Linked DNA regions of Mus musculus: region 1 is linked to region 2. The links are chromatin contacts, called in public Hi-C maps. All regions are on one chromosome and are shown on one strand. The core of a region is the stretch at or near the end of the contact, and the rest is flanking DNA. Distances in the headings are between cores, read along the strand shown. Region 1 overlaps Nwd1 (NACHT and WD repeat domain containing 1). Region 2 has its middle 13 kb from the start of Gm51537.

Region 1 (7,488 bases), core at 3,835-6,334, 400 kb after region 2:
TTAACTCAATCCTCCAATTCTCCTGCCTCCGGCTTTGGAGTGCAGGAATGGTAGGCCTATTCCACTAGTCTGTCCAGTTCTGGGTATGTGTGTGTGTATGTATGTGTGTATATATGCATGTATGTATGTATGTATGTATGTATGTATGTATGTATGTATGTATGCATGCATGCATGTATGTATGTATGCATGTATGTATGTGCATGGAGCCCAGGCCTTGGCTTGAATGTGGAAGTCGGAGAACAACTTGCAAGAGTTGCTTTCTTCTTCCACCTTGTGGGTTCCAGGGATTAAACTCAGCTGTCTGGGTCTGTGGCAAATGCCTTTACTCACTGAGCCATCTCAAAAGTCCTGAAAAAAGTTTTTTTAAAGTGGGAAATATCCCCAAGGGCAAAAATAAACAACCCTCCTCAAGGGGAGCTAACTCTCAGCCAACACTGCTGGCTGGGGAAAGCTTCCTCCGCATGGGGGATCGGGGGAGGGATTGTCCTCAGACCTCCTTCATGTCCATGCCACCAGTCTGGAAACTTCTAGACCTGTGGCTGCACAGCTGAGCTCTACTGACTTCCCTTCCAGCATTGCCCTCTCTGCCCCCAGAGCCTGTCTGTCACTGCCACTATTGTTAAGGGAACTTTCCATGAAAATCAGACCCACACTGGTGCCCTGGAGAGAAGGTTCTGTGGTAAATAACTCATTAACAGGCCCCAGACTCCCCAGGCTCCTTTAGAGGCTGGGCCTCTCTGGGCTCCAGTATCAAGGACTCCTGGTGATGGCTCCCAAAACCTCTCTAGCTCCCACCACACTAACCCAAATGAATGAGGGCTTTTGCCCCAAACTTCCCCTGTGAGGCTGGAAGGCCTTCCTTTGGCTATCTTGTTCCTGTGAGGCCAAAAGGGACCCAGGATTGGTGGCCTGTGCTTTTCTGCTCAGTTGCCCAGAAGGCTGAGGCAGGGGCTAGCCTGGGCAACATGAGAGCCCTGACTCAAAACAGCAGAAACCCACTTGTTTCCTTCACATGTACATGTGCGTGTACACGTGAACCCCTCCACAAGTGCACAGACACACGTGCATGCACAGGAGCATGTGCAGGCAATCACACACTGGCCTGTGTGAACTACTACTTTTGGGTGTTTCTCGACCCTCTCCTCCCATCCTATGTGTTCTTCCTCCTCCATCTTCTCTCCTTTCCTCATCACTACTCCCCTTCCCCCCTCCTCCATCTTTTTTGTTTGGTTGGTTTTTTGTTTTGTTTTTTCGAGACAGGGTTTCTCTATATAGCCCTGGCTGTCCTAGAACTCACTCTGTAGACCAGGCTGGCCTCGAACTCAGAAATCCGCCTGCCTCTGCCTCGTGAGTGCTGGGATTAAAGGCGTGTGCCACCACACCCGTCCCTCCTCCATCTTGTAGCTGTTGCAGGCTCCCCATTTGTCTGAGACAGCCTTCCTTTGCTGTCCACATTGGCCTAAATCTCCCACACTTCCCACCTCAGCCTCCACCCTGAGTGTGGGGATTGTCTCCACACCAGCTTCTTTGTGTAATAGTCACACCATCAGGTGACCATGAACACCAAGCTGGTGTCCCTTCAGTGTGCTTCCTTCATAGTCCCAGAGTTCAGTGTCAGGTGGGATTTGAACCCATGCCTGTCTCTGTCTCCCTCCCTCCCAGGCCCTCCTGGGTGACCAGTACGGCCCCTGCCCGGTTCCCCGGAGGATTGAGGAAAAGGAGTGGGAGGCACTAAGAGCTCAGCTGACCTCCAGGCCTCGAGATCTGGAGCTGGTGACCAGACATTTCCAGAGAGACGACAACACCATTCCTCCAACCTACGTCTTGCAGCCTTCAGGCTCACTGGTGGTCCCAGGGCCTGAGGAGGCCACCTTAACCTCTGTCCTGAGAGGTGGAGCCCAGGAGGCCTGGAGGCTAGGCCTCATCAGCCAGGAGCAATGGATGTGCTATCACCGATCAGGTGAGACCCAAGGAACCTCCAGAGGTCCATGGGACACAGGACACCCAAGCCAACATGTCCCCTGTGATCTCAAACGCAAGTGAAGTAGTGTATCATCTCAGTGAATGTTAACCCTGCTTGGCTCTCAAGAGACTGCATAACCTTGGCCAATGTTAGTCTCTAGGACCCTCTTCTTGACCCCTGGCTCTGCCCTCCTATCTCCCAGGGTGACCGCCATCTCAGTTTGCCTGGGACTGAAATTGTTCAGGAATGCAATACATTCCATTCCTTCCCTTCCCTTCCCTTCCCTTCCCTCCCTCCCTCCCTCCCTCCCTTCCTTCCTTCCTTCCTTCCTTTCTTCCTTCCTTCCTTCCTTCCTTCCTTCCTTCCTTCCTTTTGTTGTTGTTGTTGTTATTGTTGCTGATGATATGATGTTGGTTTTGGGAGGGTGTCTTTTGTTTTGTTTTCTAGATAGGGTTTCTTTGTATAGCTTCAATTTTCCTAGAATTTGTTCTGTAGACCAGGCTGGCCTCAAACTCAGAAATCCGCCTGCCTCTGCCTTCCAAGTGCTGGGAGTAAAGGCACATGCCACCATGCCTGGCTGCATTTATTTATTTTTTATATAGGCATTTATTTATTGGCTGGGGAGTGTGTGCCAGCCATGGAGACATGTGGAGGTCAGAGGACAATTTGCAGGAACTCAAATGATACTCATGCTGATACTCACTGACCTTAGAAAGCAATGTGTGTGTGTGTGTGTGTGCTCGAGAATGCATATTCGTGCACAGGTGCTTAAGAGTGTGTATGCAAATGTGTAGCCGGAGATTGTCAGTTATCTTCTGATTGTACATTGAGGCAGGGTTTCTCACTGAACCCAGAGTTCACAGATTAAGCTAGAGTAGGTGTCCAGCTTGCTCCACTGAGCCTCTCTCTCCATTTCCAGTGTGCTAGGTTACAGTCAGCATGCCTTTATGTGAGTGCTGACGATACCAGCTGGAGTCCTCATGAGTCTATGGCAAGCCCTTCACCCACCGAGCCTCTTGGAGCATTCAAACAAACAAACATTTATTTATTTATTTGGGATAGGATCTCATGTAGCTCAGGGTAGGCTTAAACCTGTTATGTAGTCAAAGATGACCTTGAACTCCTAACGTCCCTGCCTCTGCCTCCTGAATATGGAGATGGCAGGTGAGCATCACCACTCCAGGCTTATGTTTGGGTGGAATCCTGTGGGTCTCCTTCTCCCGTGGGTTGTTGGCCCACAAAGGTGAAGGGAACAGAATTAATGAACAGGGTTTTGGATGACCTGTGAGTACAAACAATAATAATGACACATCAGAACCAGCTTTGGGGAGACACATAAACTTTACTCAGGGTAAATCAAGGGTTATATAGATTTGGGGCTATAGGGTAGAAATATCCACAGTGGGCAAAGGTCTGACGTCTAAGGTACTGAGCTGCCTCATTAACATGGGGAGGCATTCCAGGAATCTCAGGTGCTAGCTAAACAGGTTTCTAGCAGGACAAGGGAAGGTGAACCTGTAATCTAACCAAGGCTACATGACTTTCTGAAGGTATAGTGTGTGGGGTCTGGGATCCCCCAGGATGAAAAGAGGAAAGCCTCTATGAAAAGGGGATCCTGCCATTCTGCGCTGAGATCAGAAGGCTGTCGGACATTGGTAGACTTGGAGAGGCAGGGCAACAGAGTCTAAAGCTTCCTGCACACAAGGCAGTGTTCTGCCTACTGAGTCACAGCACAGGAATTTATATGAATAGAGTTCTGCTGAACAGGCCCCAAGACCCAGAATTTAACTTAACAATGGTGCTTTCCAATTAACTAGATTTCAGACAACATCGGGCTCTTCTGTCCCAGCTTTTTTTTTTTTTTAGCTGCCCAGGCTGGCCTTGAACCTGTGATCCTCCTGCCTCAGGAGACTGAGTAGCTGAGGTAACAGCCCTTTGCTGCCAAGCCTGTCTTGGAAAGGCCCTCTGTTGACTCTTGTCCTTGACTGGAATGTAGGATCTCCAAGGGCCTGGCCCTTCCATCTTCGGAGAGCAGGGAGACTCCACTGAGCCCCAGAGAGGCTTCAAAAATATCTCCTTAGATCTGGCTGCTCCTTCAAAACAAGAGCCTCTTGAGACAAGTCAGTGGGAGCTCAGGCTGCAAAAAAGCTAAGAGTCTGGAGGCACTGCTGGTCCAGCAGGAGAGCGCTGGCTGGTCTTCCAGCAGGAGAGCGCTGGCTGGTCTTCCAGCAGGAGAGCGCTGGCTGGTCTTCCAGCAGGAGAGCACTGGCTGGTCTGTCTTCCAAAGGACCCGAGTTCAGTTCTGCTCCCCAGACTCCTTCCTCACACGCACACCCGCACACACATATTACACATAACTAAAAAGTAAAGACAAGCTTGATGGTTCTTTAATCCCAGTAGAGGAGGCAGAAGCAGACTCTCTGAGTTTGAGGCTAGCCTAATCTGTGTAGCAAGGACAGGCAAAGCTGTGTAGAGATAAATCTTTAAAAGATAAAGGAGTCCCGGGACAGCTATGGTACAACTTACAACAGGAATCAGCCAGCTGCAGGCTTACAGCTTGCCTCATAAAAACAATTCCACCGGCACACACTCAGGCAGACTCACCGGGGTGTGGTTTGCTGTACTCTTGCTGCAGTGTCAGAGTGTCCAAATGTACAGACTCTTCTTTTTTTTTTTTTTTTTTTTTTGGCCCATCAAGCTTATTCCCAGACTGCAGGAGTCTCTTCCACCTGGCTACTTAGTAAAGACTCCAAACTCTAAGAATCCTTTCTTCTTCCTCTGCCTTCACAGTCCCATGGCCCCTTGCTTCGTGTCTGAGAGCATGGTTTCACTCACTTGGTACCTAAGGTAACCTCAGTGCCAAGCCCTCACGTGCACTGCAGCTGCTAACTCATGCAGGAGTGGAGTGTTTGTTGATCGACTATGTGAAGAGGACACTGAGCTCACAGGGCTGAAATCCCCATCTGTAAAGCTAATAGTGGAGGGACATTTAATACTGCCACCTCGGTCGGACTAATTCCAGAGCACTCTGTCACTTTAATAAGAGGCTGTCCCCATGAAGCAGCCACTCCCATTCTCCTGGCTTAGCTTTGCTGTTGGACACTTCTTATCAACGGGATCACACACTGTGTGTGGTTAAAATTTTTTTTCTTTTGAGGCAAGGCCTCCTGTGTAGTCTAAGCTAGCTTAGAATTGTGTATGCTCAGCTAGCCAGATGACTCAGGAACTAAAGGTATTTGCCACCAGGGCTGATGACTCCCGTGATAGGAGAGTCCTGAGTTCTACAAGTTGTCCTCTGACCTCCACACATGCTCGGTTGCACAAACACCCACAAACCCACAAATGCCATCCCCTCAATTGACTTAACTAAATAAATAAGTGTAAAAAAAGAAGTGATTGTTTATTATCCCAGGCTGGCCTCATCCCAGCAACCCTCACCTTAGACTCCTGAGGCCTGGGATTGGAGGTGGGCCCCACCCTGCTGTCTTAGCTGTGGGCTTTTCTTTTTTGTGTGTGGTGTACATGTGATTATGTGGGTACTCCAAATGGAGGCCAGAGCAGGACATCAGTAATGTCCTTTGTCACTATCCACCTGATTCCTTTGAGACAAAGTCTCTTCTTGAATCCAAAGTTCACAGTTTTGGGTAGGCTGGCTGGTCACTGATCTTCACAGGTGTGATATGTAAATACTTCTTTGCCCCCCTCCCACCTCCCCCCACATACACTCACTCATGCATACACACACACACACATACACACACACATGCATATACACACACACACATGCACATACACACACATACACACACATACACACATACATATATACACACATGCACACACACACATACATATACACACACATGAACACACACATATACACACACACACTTCACACTACACACACACACACACATACACTACACACACACACACACACACACACACTCACACACACACACACACACACACACACACACACACACACACACACATGCATGTGCTCACACATCCTAACCTGCCATGTGGGCTTTTGCAAGCCATCCCAAGTGACTGTCCCATTTGTTAAACTTCACAGTCTGTGTCCCTCCGAACATGTTTCCCAGAAGTACCTCTCAGGCCTCAGTGACTGTGATGGCTCCTTTTGTCCTCTGTTTTGTAGTTATTGAGTGGGAGATCGAGCTTGGCCTACTGAGCTCAGCAAGAGGGGACCAGGGAGCTACCGTCTTCCTGAGAGATGTACAGGACCTCAATAAACACATCTTGGATGATTGCTCTCTGAAGATGGTGGATCGGCTGGTAGATGGCTGCCTGGATACCAATGCCCAGAGTCTTCTCAGTGGTCTTAAAGGGCGCATACTAGATGCTCAGCCTGGAGCCCTAAAGTCCCACCACCTGTCCTGGAGCCGAGACCTGGTCAACCCCAAGAACAAGGCTCACGCTCGTTACCTAAAGCAGTTGAGCGAGCAGTTCGTGGCCAGGACCAACCATCAGGTCCTGGAGCAGCTTCGAGAGCTGGAGTTGGCCAGACAGGAGCTGGGTTGGCTCTACCAAGAGATCCGCCACCACCTCTGGCAGAGCACAGAGTCTACCAAGGTCTTCTGCGGCCACCAGGAGCTCCTGGCCCAGCTCAGGCAGCAGCTCAGACAGGATGAGAGCCGGACACATACTCCCTTGGTTCTCTTTGGACCACCAGGCATCGGGAAGACCTCTCTCATGTGCAAGCTAGCCCAGCAGGTACCAGAGCTACTTGGCCACAAGACAGTGGTTGTCCTGAGGCTGCTAGGGACATCAAAGCTGAGCCTGGATGCCCGCAGCCTCCTCAGGAGCCTGTCCTTCCAAGTGTGCTTGGCATATGGGCTGCCACTGCCCCCAGCCCAGGTCCTGGAGGCCCACAGCAGGGTGGGCCATTTCTTCCATACTCTCCTCCACACCGTGTCACAGAGGAACTTTGAGTCCCTGGTGTTGCTCCTGGACTCCGTGGATGACCTGGACTCCATATGCCATTCTCCGAGGGTCTCTTGGCTGCCCCTCAAGTGTCCTCCAAGGGTGCACCTCATCCTCTCTACATGCTCAGGCCAGCAGGTTTTACATAACCTGCAACAGACCCTCAAGGACCCCAGCACCTACTGGGAGGTGAAGGCCCTGTCTGGAAGTCAAGGCCAGGAGTTCATACAGCTGCTGCTGGCTGCAGAGAAGAGGATGCTGAGCCCGGGTCAGAGAGATGTCCTCTGGGCCAGCCTCCCAGAGTGTGGCCACCCAGGGAGGCTAAGGCTGGCCTTTGAGGAGGCCCGGAAGTGGGCCTCCTTCACTGTGCCAGTGCCCTTGGCCACTACAGCAGAGGAAGCCACACACCAGCTCTGTATACGCCTGGAGGAGACACATGGGGCACTGCTGGTGGCTCATGTACTGGGCTATATTGTGTCTTCCAGGTAAGTTTGCCTCCCTCCTCCCTCCTTCTTTCCTCCTGCTCTCCCTCCCTCTGTCTTCTCCCTCCCTCCCTCCTTCCCTCCCTTCCTTCC
Region 2 (6,787 bases), core at 2,044-4,543:
GGCAAAGACAGTGATAGGGAATGATCTTTGATGTACTTCTGTGGCCTCTGTGTGCATGCAGTTGCACACATCTGAGCACTCTCACACAGAGACACTGAGTCCAACAGGCAACAGCTCTCAAGAAGTCCAAGAGAGCAGAGCAGGAGATACCACAGGTCCTAAGTGCTGCCTCTTCCTGCACAGGCTCCACCCTTTGGCTCCGCTTGCCCTCTTGTTTCCCACCCAAATAGCTTCCAAGAGAAACAGGCTGCACCTGGGATGGCTTCCCAGAAGGCCTGGCTGCAGCAGCCGAACCACGGGAAGAACTTGTGGGAGGTCACATGGTCATGCTCACAATCGCTCCACCACCTCCCCCCCCCCCCCCCCCCCCCCCGCTGCACAGGAGGGAGAGCTAGGCACGAGGATGCTGGAGCCTGTCGCACCTGACTGCCACCCTGACTCAACTTCTTGCCAGCATCCGAGCCTCCATACCCCTCCATACCCTGTCTGGGAAATGGGCTCAGAAGGGCCTGAACTGTGATGGGATTGAGGGATGCATGCAGGAAGTCAACCGAAATCTCCAGATGAAAGAACCCCAGCATTCCTCCATGGTTGTATAGAATTCTGCCCCGAGCCCATCCCTGTTACACACTGGAAAATCCATAGTGGGCTGGGCTGGCTCAGTGGCAAGGGAGCTTTCCATGGAAGCACGAGGACCTGAGTTCGGATCCCAGAATCCTTGTAAAAAGCTGGCCATGGCTGCGAGCCTGTGACCCAGAGCTGGGGCTTGCTGGATGCCAGTCTGGACTCTGACTCGAGAATAAGGTGGAGAGTGACAGAAGATCCATGACATCCACGTGCATGTGCACGTGCACGCACCACTCACACATAACACCATAATAAAGTAATTGTAAATAAGTCAATACATACGCATATAAATATGTGTGTGCATCTGGGGAGCAGAGTCAAACTACATAGCCTAGATTGGCCACAGACTTGAATGGATCTTGGACCTCAGTGTCATGGTGCTAGAAATACAGGTGCAAGTCACCACACACAACTTTAGGTTTTTGTTTTTGTAAGGGTCTCATGCAGTCAGGCTGCCCTCCAACCTGCCAAGTAGTAGAAGGTAACATGAATTCCTGATCTCCCTGCCTTATTTCCTCAGTGCTGAGGTGACAGGTGACTGCCACCACATCTAGTTTATGTGGTGCTAGGAATGAACCCAGGGTATCATGCATGTTAACTGAGCTACAAGCACCCTAACAAATGAGCTACAAGCACCCTAACAGCTAAGCTATAGCCTCAGCCCCTCAAACTATTTTAATTGATTTTTAAATCCACATGAAATACATTGGTGAAATTCAGAAGTAAGTGTAGTACAACTATCACTTCTACTAAGTTCCAGAACACTCTTTTTACCCAGAAAGAAAACTCATATCCAACAGCAGTCTTGGCCCACTCCCTCCCTCAGCCCCTGGCAGCCTGTGTCAGTCTGGATTGATTTGGGTACTGTATGGCAGTGGGATTCCATCCTGTGGGGCTTTCTATGCCTGGCTCTGCCACTCAGTGTCTCATCCCCAGGGTCTGTCCTTGTGGCAATGTGAGTCAGAGCTCTGTTCCTTTTCAAGGCTGAATAATATTCCACAGTGTAGATGAGTCCCATTGTGCTGGCCATGAACCTCCATTGATACACACCTGTTTAAACATTTCTCTGTGTGTGTGTGTGTGTGTGTGTGTGTGTGTGTGTGTGTGTGTGTACCATGTATGTAGGTCAGAAGACAGTTTGTAGGAGTCTCTCCTTCCTCCCTGTGGGTCCTTTGATGGCAAGTGCCTCATCTTGGCCCATACACGCAGATGCCCTGCAGGATTTTATGAGCTGTAGGGAGTGAGAAAATGAGATGCTCCTATTTCAAGTGAAGGCTGTCACTGTGTCACTCATGCATGTCTTTAATGTCTCAGTGAATTCATAGCAATGAACTTCCTTTCTGATCACCCACACATGCAAATGTGCACACGCGTGCGCGCGCGCTCGCACACACACACACACACACACACACACACAGGTAGTCATATGTTGAGTGTCATTTATGTATTTGTAATAAAAACACTTTTTAAGGGCCAGATGTGCTGAAACAGAACTTCAGTCCCAGCACCAGGGAGGCAGAGACACAGGCAAAGGCAGCTGAATCTTTATGAGTTCAAGGCCAGTCTGGACTACAAATTGAGAGCAAGGACAGCCAAGGCTACACAGAGAAATCCTATCTCAAAAAAAAAAAAGAAAGAAAGAAAGAAAAGAAAAGAAAAAGAAAGAAAAGGAAAAAACCCGAGTTTTTAAAATAAAAGAACAATATTCTGAGCCTGGTGATGTGGCGATGTGGTGTGTGCCCGCGCTGGGGAGGCTGAGGCAGGAGACTGACTTCAGGCCGCTTGGGCCACAGAACAAGGCCCTAGGTCAAAACCACAACCACAACAATAGCAAAGGAATTCTCCAAAAGTCTGTCTTGGTCAGTGAGGGCAGAGGGGAAAAATCAGATTTCCAGGGGGCGAGAGGGCTCTGTGGGTGCTTGATGCCAAGTCTTAGGACCAGGACCCACGTGGTAGAAGAAGAGAGATGACTCCCCTGCGTTGCCCTGTGACTTCTCCATGTACACCGTGGCATAAGGACATGCACTCACACAAATTTTAAAAGTTAAAAAAAAAAAAAAACTTTAAAGAATCAGACTTTCAGACTTAGAGCTCCATCTTATAACCTCCATTTCCTCCTCTGGGAAATGGGGACAGTAGAAGCTTGACTCTGAGCATTCCCACATGTGTTTCTTTAGCCTGGTCACCCCTTCCAAACGATCTTCCTGGTGAACTTCCGTGAAACTTCACCTGCAGTGACCCTCCTCCAGACACTTTTGTGTTTCAGGGCCGGGGACATCTGTGTGCCCCTGGACTTGGAGCCCCTTGATGGACACAGAGGGTTGGAGAGTGGTGAAAGCAGAGACATCCAGGGCTCAGCAGTATGGCACGGGACTCCGAATACAGTGTTCTTTCCCAAAATCTGTGTGCACGAAAGTGCCCAGCCACGGTCATCTGGGCCCTGCCCCCTCCCCATCCTCACAGCCCCTGCCAGGGCCAGGACAGCCTGTCCCCTGAGTGTCCCCCAGGTCATAGATAAGGCTGCCAGTGGCTATCGGCAGGAAACATCTTAGCAAGCAGGAAACCACGAAGTGAGCCAACTGCGCCCGCGCCGAGCTCAGCCTATCCTTGGCCTGATATTTTGGGAGCCGCTATTTAAGCCCGACTCGACTCCTGCCATGAGCTGGACTGTTCTTGTGAGGTTGGAGGGAGACTCCATTTCCACATCCCTCAGAAGCCTGCGGCCAGAGATATGAGGATCGGATCACAGAGGCCCTCTAGAGAGCCACAGCCTCTTCTCTAGCCGCTGGGCAGCCCGAGCATGTGGCGTCACCTCTCTGGGCCAGTTTTCCCCTTCACAGCTTGGATTCTGTCCTAAATGAAAAACCAAGTAGGAGGCCAGGTCATGCCTGAACCAGCCTGTGAGAGAGACCCATGTTCAAGTGAAAGCAAGGCCGGAGCTGGAGAACTGGCGGCTCAGCAGCTAGGAGCACCTGCTGCTCTTGCAGAGAGCCTAGGTTCAGTTCCCGACATCCACACGGCACCCTCACAATCATCTGTGACTCAGCTCCAGCAGAGCTGACCCCCTCTAAGCTGTGCAGGCAGAAGGTATATATGCAGTGCACATACATGCAAGCAAACACACACACACAATATAAAGTAAATAAAAATTGGGGTGTGCGCTGGATGGTTGTGGCAGGCAGATCTTTGTGAGTTCGAGACCAGCCTGGTTTACAGGGTGAGTTCCAGGAGAGCCAGGGCTACATAGTGAAACCCCATCTCAAAACAACAGCAACAGAATGGTATGGAGGGGTGGTATAGTGATCAAGAGCTAGCGCAGAGATGGGAGTGCAGTTCCCAGCACCCTGATCGAGAGGCTCTGAGGGCATCTGCACTTACTCATGTGCACAAACCCCCTTACAGATACATACACACAACTAAAACTTGGAAATTAATGAATAGAAGAGTAGCCAGGGCTTCCTACTGAGGCTCAGTTGGTAGAGCTCTCACCCAGCATTTGTAAAAGCCTGAATTCCACCGCCAGCATAAACACAGCATTCCAGGTGTGGAGACAGGAATTTAGAGCTCAACATGATCCTTAGGGACTGGAGAGATGGCTCAGTGGTTAAGAGCACTGGCTGCTCTTCCAGAGGTCCCGAGTTCAATTCTCAGCAACCACATGGTGGCTCACAACCATCTGTAATGGGATCTGATGCCCTCTTCTGGTGTGAGACAGGGTACTCATATATATTATATACTCATATATATATATACATATACATATATATATACATATACATATATCTCTGTGTAGCTCTGGCTGTCCTGGAACTCACTTTGTAGACCAGACTGGCCTCGAACTCAGAAATCCACCTGTTTCTGCCTCCCGAGTGCTGGGATTAAAGGCGTGCGCCACCACGCCCGGCTGGAAAATTTTTTTGAGAGCAGCTTTGGCTGCATAATGAAATCCAGGCCAGCTTGGGCTACAGAGAGGAAACCCTATCTCATAAAAGAAACACACCCCAAACAAAAGGGGGGCAACAAAATGGCTCATCGGAGGCACTTGCCACTGACAATCAGGGTTGGATACCCAGGGCCTGTGTCCTGCAAGCTGTCCACTGGCTTATACAAACACAGTACAATACAGCAAATACATGTGCTCTTTAAACGGGGTGGGGTGGGAGAGAGAGAGAGAGAGAGAGAGAGAGAGAGAGAGAGAGAGAGAGAGAGAGAGAGATCTAGGCATGGTGGTATACACCTTTAATCTCTGTGTGTTCAGAAGCAGAAGCAAGAGAAATTTTGTGAGTTCCAGGCCAGTCAGGGCTACACAATGAGACTGTTTTGTTTTGGCTTTTGGAATCAGGACTTCTCTGTATAGCACAGACTGTCCTAAGGGCTCCTTCTGTAGACCAGGCTGGTCAGATTCAGAGATTCCCCCAGTCTCTGACTCCCTCATGCTGGGATTAAAGGTGTGCATCACCACTGCCCTTTGGGAGGCCGGTTGTTTGGTTGGTTCCTCTAAGGCCTCCCAATACAAACTGGAGTGAAGTGACGGATTATAAAGATACTGCTGTAATTACTTTCATTTTCCAGACTTACAAATGGAGGCCCAGAGTAGGAAAGACACTAGCCTGGGGCCACACAGCAGCCCAGAGGCCCTGGCCACCACAGCCTAGTCTGTTATATGGCTGGCCAACTAGAAGCAGTTGTACCTTCCCTATGGCATCCAGGTGGAGCACATACCCAAACTACCAGGTCCCTTTGACAAGCGCTTTTCTCCTCAGGCTAGTAAAAGTGAAAAGTAGAAGTGAGACCAAGGCCCAATCTCTCCAGTCCGCGTGGCCCCTGCTCAGAGCCAGGCAGAGGCAAGCGAAGGACGCCAAGCGTGGCTATGTAAAGCGGCCACTGGCACCTGCCGGGACGGGTGGTGAAGCAGGCACTGTGGCCCCCGCCTGGGCAGCTGCAGCCACCCAAAGGGAACGGCTGTGCCAGATATAACTCGGCCAGACCCCACCCAGAGGGCAGCTCCCAGCCCCTGTGCCTGAAAAGTCACTCTGGGCCAAAGACTCTTGGTGGGTTACTAGCCTGTGCCAGGCCTCAGTGTGGCCACGTGTCCCTCAATATCTGTAAGTACTGGTGAGGAATAGAAGTCAAAGACCTGCAGGTCCGAGCTCCCTCCTCAGGGCTGGCTTCCATGTCGGGAGGCTCCTTACCTCCCAGGGGCCCAGGTACACAACTTTGAAAATTGGGCTGGTGAAAGTTGCAGCCACTACAGGAGACTTGGACCTGGGCAGCCCTCTGGTTAAATGTGCTAATGCCTTCAGGGCCTTCCCCCCACCCCGGGCAGTACTTAGAGAGACCCTGCCTCAGTACACCCCACGTGCCTGGCTGCCCTTCCAGTCCCCATCTACAACTCCAGCCTTATCAGACATCTACAGATTACCTCCGGGTCTCAGCTTCCAATTGCCGCCCCACCCTGCCCCTCCTCACCCCTCCTCGCCTCTCCCCCTCCCTTCCCGTTCTCAGCCCTCCTCCCCTCTTTTTTAATTTAGCTAGCAACTAATTAGTGTAACAATGTATTTTAGTTATCTGTGTGCCCGTGTATGCAGGTGGCTATGAAGGCCTGTGGACCTGGAACTGGACTAAGGGTTGTGACTGGGCCACGTGAGTTCCAGGGTCCCAGCTCAGGTTCTCTGCAGGCACAGGCAGTGAGCTTATCTACCGATGCATCTCTCTAGACCTTTGTTTAATTTTGTTTGATTTTAAAATTATGTTTATTTCTTAGTTGTCAATGGACGTGTTTGGGGGTTAGAGGACTACTTGTAGGAAGGAATTGGTTCTCTCCTACCATCTGGGTTCTAAGGGTTGAACAAATCATTGAGCTTGGCAGCAAGATCTTTTACCAAACTGACCAGCCCTGACCTTGACTCCAGATCATCTTTCCTCCCTCCCTATGCTGAGATCAGACATGTGTGCCACACCCAGCTGATGTGCACTGGGGTGGGACCTGGGCCTGGTTCGTGTATTCAGAGCTACAGCCACATACACATCATACCTTCGTGAGTCAGGGATGCCCAAAGCTCTGTAGCTCAGATTGATGGATCTTGTAATCTTCCTGCCTCACCTTCCCAAAGGCTGGTCACAGCAGGCAGTATCTTTTCCCTGTCAATTTTTAAAAGGG

The links. A called contact is a pair of places that touch in the nucleus more often than the background predicts.
Region 1: a Hi-C map of the G1E-ER4 cell line shows a contact between it and region 2, with 3 times the contacts expected there. The contact joins two enhancer-like sites. A contact is called at or near these places in 5 of 484 Hi-C or Micro-C datasets (the G1E-ER4 cell line and embryonic stem cells) and 2 of 115 datasets of contacts at active chromatin or transcription factors (both in embryonic stem cells).

Annotation. Positions count from the first base shown.
Region 1 is chr8:72,660,482-72,667,969 of GRCm38.p6, forward strand. Nwd1 (NACHT and WD repeat domain containing 1) reads left to right here. Exons shown (of 19, transcript NM_176940.5): 4 at 1,666-1,963; 5 at 6,129-7,398. Among named protein-coding and RNA genes, the nearest start is that of Nwd1, 18 kb to the left of the region's middle. Within about 2 kb of position 5,085, at least 65 of the 459 cell types and tissues checked have an H3K27ac peak or open chromatin away from gene starts, as enhancers often do. A contact at or near this core is called in the G1E-ER4 cell line, where this site is marked.
Region 2 is chr8:72,265,323-72,272,109 of GRCm38.p6, forward strand. No RefSeq gene overlaps it. Among named protein-coding and RNA genes, the nearest start is that of Gm51537, 13 kb to the right of the region's middle. Within about 2 kb of position 3,294, at least 105 of the 459 cell types and tissues checked have an H3K27ac peak or open chromatin away from gene starts, as enhancers often do. A contact at or near this core is called in the G1E-ER4 cell line, where this site is marked.